2 separate regions of the Callithrix jacchus genome follow, and region 2 is linked to region 1. Evidence: chromatin contacts called from public Hi-C data. All regions are on one chromosome and are shown on one strand. The core of a region is the stretch at or near the end of the contact, and the rest is flanking DNA. Distances in the headings are between cores, read along the strand shown.

Evidence for each region. Hi-C and Micro-C count contacts between places; a contact is called where the count stands out from the background.
Region 2: a contact with region 1 is called in a Hi-C map of skeletal muscle, with 4 times the contacts expected there. The contact joins the promoter of NHLRC2 here to the enhancer-like site in region 1. A contact is called at or near these places in 2 of 3 Hi-C or Micro-C datasets (both in skeletal muscle).

Annotation. Positions count from the first base shown.
Region 1 is chr12:106,643,723-106,646,780 of calJac240_pri, reverse strand. All of the region lies in intron 2 of CASP7 (caspase 7), which reads right to left. Among named protein-coding and RNA genes, the nearest start is that of CASP7, 17 kb to the right of the region's middle. Within about 2 kb of position 1,405, at least 4 of the 16 cell types and tissues checked have an H3K27ac peak or open chromatin away from gene starts, as enhancers often do. A contact at or near this core is called in skeletal muscle, where this site is marked.
Region 2 is chr12:106,787,366-106,790,423 of calJac240_pri, reverse strand. NHLRC2 (NHL repeat containing 2) reads right to left here and starts at 1,610. Exons shown (of 11, transcript XM_035269147.3): 1 at 1,061-1,610. The coding sequence starts at 1,133. DCLRE1A (DNA cross-link repair 1A) reads left to right here and starts at 1,824. Exons shown (of 10, transcript XR_013525123.1): 1 at 1,824-1,883; 2 at 2,399-3,058.

The DNA of each region.
Region 1 (3,058 bases), core at 156-2,655:
TGCCATCCCTCTGCCAAACTGAAGCAGAAAGGAAGCTGTGAACATGAAGAAAATTTGCTGACCCACTTGGGTGGAAGGGAAACAACCACTCTGTGGGTGGATTAATGTGGTTGAACAGCCTGATGCCACCACTTGATGGTGGTACTTGATGTTGGGGGGAAGCACTGGACCCCAAGTTAGGCCTGTGTCTTGGTCCTGGTCCTGCTGTGTGGCTACACTTCACCTCTCTGGTCTTCCTTTCCTTGATCATAAGGGAATTAGATAAGTTACATTTTAAGGGTTCTCCCACTGTTAAAATCACGATTCTATGATTTCTTCCTCAGCAGGCACATTCAGGTAATTTGGGAAGCTGACAGTTACTCTAATTATAATAATCCCTGTGGGCAGAGATTAATATCTCTATTGTCCAGGGAAGGAAACAAGGAACAGGAAGGTCATGTGACTTGCTATAGTCCCTCAAATAGTAAGTGGGAGGACGGGCCAGGAACTGAACCCCGGTTGTTTGACTCGACTTTGCTACTTCTATTAGTTTACGTAGTATCATCAGTGCTTCAAATACAGCATTGCATCTTTATCATTCTCTATGTACAAATTTGGGAGACAGGCATCTAATTTTCTGGCAGCTGAATTTGCAGGCTTCCTTTATTGAAAAGTAAATGCCCTGTGTAAATGTCAATGTTCATCTCTTTTTTGAGCCCAGACTTGGCCCCTTTTAATAAACGGGCATCACGGCACAATTTTTGCTTAACTTGGAACATATTCTTTGGAAGGAATTAGGATCTGCCTTCTTTGTTCTTGTCTCTGATTCCAAAGCACTATGTCTTCTAAAACAGTTTTTTAACCCCTCTCCAAATGAAAAGGCATGCCACTTAGATATTCCTTATAATGATACAAATATCACATTTTTTATAGGGATGTGTTTACATCTAACACTCACTGGTGAAGAAGTCTAAGATGCCACCAGGAGAGAGAATTATAACCAAGTGGCATTTATTAACCACCCTCCAGGGGGCAAAGGCTGGAAAACACAGATGATGCCAAGGGTAAAACCCATGTGATCGAGCCAGTGCCTGGAAAATAGGGAGCTGATATAATTCTGAGAATAGATCTTTTCTCCTGCTCTCTTCCACTGGGAAACCAGACTAGTAAAGAAACTCCTCAGCGGAGACACACAAGACTCCACAGAGGCCCAGGGGAAATTTGAGACTGCATGAATCCTGTCTTCCCCTTTGTTTCTTTTCTTGGATTCTGACCTTGAGCAGAGCTCAGAAGGGAGCCTCTGATTTCTCAGATTTCTAGGAGAGAACATCTTCTAGGCTGCTGGCCAGGGCTTGGTCTTGGACCTACAATGGCTCCTCATGGCCATTAAGACCAAACTCAGCCTGTCCAGCCGATTCAGCCTGCTTTCCTAGGCAGAAGCCACGTCGGTGGCCTTGCCTGACCATCGTGTCCACTCTGGCCCTGAGGTTCTGACGGTCCCCTGATATCCTCCCTGCTTTTTCTGGCAACTCAAGTTCCAACTCCTCCTCCAGTCCTTCCTTATCCTTCCCTCCTCAACCTCCCATAGCTCCAAGGCTATATCCTACAATTCAGCAATTAGTTATTATTTTCTGTAGCTGTGCTAGACATTTGGTTAAAACCTTGACTTTATATCCAGGGCAAGGACTACAGGGTTATATTTACATTAAGAGAGATCCCTCTTCAAGTGCAAGGAGGACCCTAGATCCTCTTCTATAAACTATGGTTCGTAATGAATATAGACTGGCCCCATAATGATTAAGTAATTTAAAACCTGAATGCTTCACTAATATTAACATATTTTGAATATTTTTCTTTCATGCTTTTCTGTGTTTTCCAAATTCTCTTCAATAATCAGAAAATTACTAAACCATTAAATTTTTTTTAAAAATAAAGAACAGGCTGGATAATTATTTAGTGCCTATGGACTACAAATAAAATGATGCTGTCCTGCCATCTAGTGGCTGTGAGGCAAAAAGGGCCAAGACACGTCTAAGGTCTTGGAACTATTAATACTTGAGAGCTGTGAGGTCCCACCCTGGCTTTTTGCAAAAGGGGATTTCTTTCTGCAACCTAGGATCCTTCATGACTTCAGGGGAGGGTGGGTGGGCAGTCTGGTCCTTGATTAGAGACAGGTCAGCGATGCTACTGTGTCCTCCACTACCTTACCTAACAGTGATTCTGAACTCCATAGAGAAGAGAGCTGCAATGGGGTGGGGTGGGATGGGATGGGAGGGAAGGTGGTGGGGAGGCGGCATCATCAGCTGCAAGGAACACCCAAAAGAGCCAGTGGCACTCCCATGCATTGCACCCCACATCTGTCAGTGGGACAGATAGCGCCCCTGAAACCGCAGATAGGACCTCGGGATACTTATTGTTTATTTTAGTGATGCCAACATCAGTCGTGCTATGGAAAAGGCAGACTGGGGCAGAATGGAGACCCTCCAGGCTTATTTATCTTTCCAGAGGACTTAAAGCTGACAGGTTGGGAGGACATACCACAGACCACATCTATTTTTGTAAAATATAAGGGTTTTTTAGGCAGAAGTCCTCCAGCAAGGTATTGAAAAAGGCAAGAAGTGCAGGCACAGTCTTAAGGGGAAAAATGACCAGGTCCTCAACTGCCACTTGTGTTTTTTTCTAAAACTGGTCTGTCGGATATATCACTTTCCCCTTGCGCATTCTCCATCTCCCACTGTGTAAAAGAAGGGAAGACTTTCTCACCCACCCTGAACCTCACTTACAGGGTGATGAAACCTCCAGGTCATCCAAAAATAAGACGTATGTGTGAGTCTCCCTGAGTCAGGCACTGTGGTGGCGCTTCTTATACATGAGTCTCATAAAGGTGAAGTATGTCATTAGAAATGGGGGTATCTGGGACCACACTGGGGCTGTTCCAAATTCAAAAATAGGTACAAATCAGATATACCACAGGCTCAGTTTCAGACCACCACAAGAAAGCAAAGACTGCAATAAATTGAGTTGCCTGACTTTTTTGGTTTCCCAGTGGATAGAAAAGTTATGACTGTACTCCAATCAG
Region 2 (3,058 bases), core at 361-2,860, 140 kb before region 1:
AGGTTCCGATATACCACCCACGAGCTAACTGAACTCTGCCACATCCAACCAATTAACTATACATGTGGTTTCAGTGTCACTCCAGGACACATGCCAGCACCACCAGGCAAAGCAATGCTACTCCCATCCAAAGAAGGTAAAATATGTTTTCATGTATCATGGCAAGATGTGCTTCACAAACAGCCCTGCTGGGAATATCTATTCCTTCGTGCTTCAAAAGGTCACATAGCCAGGATTTAAACCCTGGAGACAGGCAATAATTGATTCCGATTTTTAAAAGTATTAGTTTCAGGACTTTGAGCGGAGAAGCATGACACGGGCTAAGAAATCAGCAAATCTAGGGTCAATCCAACTGGGGCAGTTATCAACTGTGAGGCCCTAGGCATGTTACTTAATCTCTCTGTACTTCCATTTCCTCAACTGTAAAAGAGGAATGATACGAGCACCTCACTGGGCTATAGAGATGACTGAATAAAGACATATTCCCTCAACTGTTTAGAACTCTGTGTGGCAGGTCGGGCGCGGTGGCTCACGCCTGTAATCCAGGCACTTTGGGAGGCCGAGGCGGGAGGATCACTTGAGGTCAGGAGTTCGAGGCCAGCCTCGCCAACATGATGAAACACAGTCTCTACCAAAAAAATAAATAAATAAACAGCCGGGAGTGTTGGCACATGCCTGTAGTCGCAGCTACTCCGGAGGCTGAGGCAGGTGAATCGCCTGAACCTGGGAGGCGAAAGTTGCAGTGAGACCAAGGCCACACCACCGCACTCCAGCCTGGGTGACAGAGCCGGACTCGCCTCAATAAAAAAAACAAAAACAAACAAAACAAAAAAACCTGTGTGTGGTACAAGAAAAAGTGATCAATAAATGTCAAGGTGATGCAAAAAGATGACGAGACGGCACTGGGGAACCAGGCTGAACGGACAGAATGGTGTGAACGTTGCAATAATCGCCAACGGGGACACTAAACATGCACTGACTCTACTTGGCTAACATCAGGGGCGGGCAGGACTCAGGACACACAGACGAGTACGTGGGTCTCTGTCCCGGAGAAACCCACCGTTGGTGGCCGCTTGGGGATCCCTGGAATTGCAGAGCACAAGAGAGGCGGCCCACGTCAGGCGAAGAGCCATTCCCCCGAGGAAGGGGAGGTGCCAGGAGGGGCCCCCCACCCCGACGCCAGCCCCTCACCTTCCGGAAACTCGGGAACCGACAAGTCCTGCTCCCAGCCGTCCACCTTCTGTAGATACTGGTAGACCAGGCTGTTCTTCTCCTGCTGGGTGACGGCGTCGAGCAGGGCGTACTCCAGCGAGGTCTGCGCGGGGAGCAGGCCGGAGAGGCTGCGGCTCCGGGCTCCAGGCGCCGCCATGTTCCCTCCGGGCTCCCAAAGCAGCCGCCGGGCCCGCGGGAGATTCTCGCTGGGAGACGAAACGTTCACTGTCCTGTGGTTTCCAAAGGGCGCATTCGTCTCACCCTCCACCAGCTCCACTCCACGCCAACGACACTTTTTTCTTTTTAATACATCCAAGTGCCGAAAGTCCAAATCGTCGCAGTTCCCGGGCACGTAATTAAACTGCCGTCCCGACCTACCCCGCCCTTTCTGGGTCCCCACGCCGCAGCCGAGCCTGGACATTGAGAGCGCCAGATTCAACATGGAAAAGGCTTCAGGGACAAAGTCCCAGAGGCCGTAAGGGAACCACCCCCCACCCTTACATTAGAAATTAGCGGACTTTAGGACAAAAATAAAATACAATAAATCGGTAGGACTTAAAAGGGCAACCTATTTTTAAAAATTATTTTTAAAGTTTCTCTCTTTGACCAGCATCCGCCGATTCGACACGCTACTGTGGTGGCGGGAAATTGCTCCCGCCAAGACTCTAAAGGTAAAGGGTGTAGGAATAACCTCGAGGGAGAAGGCTTTTTGTAAGGTGGGAGTGCCTGGCGGAAGTGGCTTTCACTTATACACAAATAGAGCGTTTTGTCATCTGGGAGTGCTGAAAGCGCGACCGCGAACAGATTTTTAGGTGGGGGTGCCGAGGAGAGCGGACGCAGCTGAAGCGGCTCCCCCGGGGCACGAGTGGCAGGTGGGGGGGTGGCGAGGGTCCCTGAGGGCTGGCCTCAGAGTCTACTGAAGGGGAGGGCTCTGAGGGCTTTTTTGGAGCTGGCTGTGCTTAACCTGGAGAGGGTTAAGGCCCCATTCCCTGGTCTTGCAGCCTGTAATGCCGGAAGGGAAGGGAGAGGCTGGCCTGTGACCCCGTTTTGAGGCTGGTGGACAGGGCGCTGGCCACTTTCAGGACCATTAGTGCTTTACGGAGTCAGACCTCAGTACAAGCCCACCCTTTCACATATTTGAACTTCTTTTTCTCACATATTTGAACTTTTTTTGCTCACTGTGCAGGGATTGTTCGTTGCTGCTGGAGGAAGATCATGGACTGTCCCGGGAAACCGAAGCTGTTAAACATCCACTAGATGTGGATAAGAGCAGTGACTTGGCAGTTTTTTGCGAATTACACCCCTCTTTGATTATGTTGTGACTAGTTTTGTTAGTAAACTGAGATAGCCATTTAGTGTTTGGGACGTCTGTTGAGTCACTTGTCCAGTTAACTGTGGTTGGATTTATGAATTATTTGGACAGTTGTCCACTTGAAAGAGAACTGACAGTAGCTTCAAAGCTCATTCTGAGATGAAGCTGTTGAACCTATATTTCCCATTAGTGCTTAATTTTCAAAGTATTATTGATTCTTATTCTTATGAATCAAGTCCTGGAAAAGGCCAAGATAATTGAATGAAATGGCACCCATCATGGAAAACTTCACAGTTGCTACTCCTGTGATAGGTTTATCTTAGTTTTATTGTGGTATAAATGGAACAGCAGGTGTTCTCAGGTTCAAGTTTTCTAGCTTGCCAATATGTTCATTACCACTCCTTTAGAGTCCCATTGAGTTGGTGGGGGGTTTGTTACCTTTATAATTTTCTCAGGAAAATAATTCCATAACTTTTTGTGACAAGAAATGGACTCTCCATTTACTTAAGATTAATACTTCTTGAGTGATAAAAT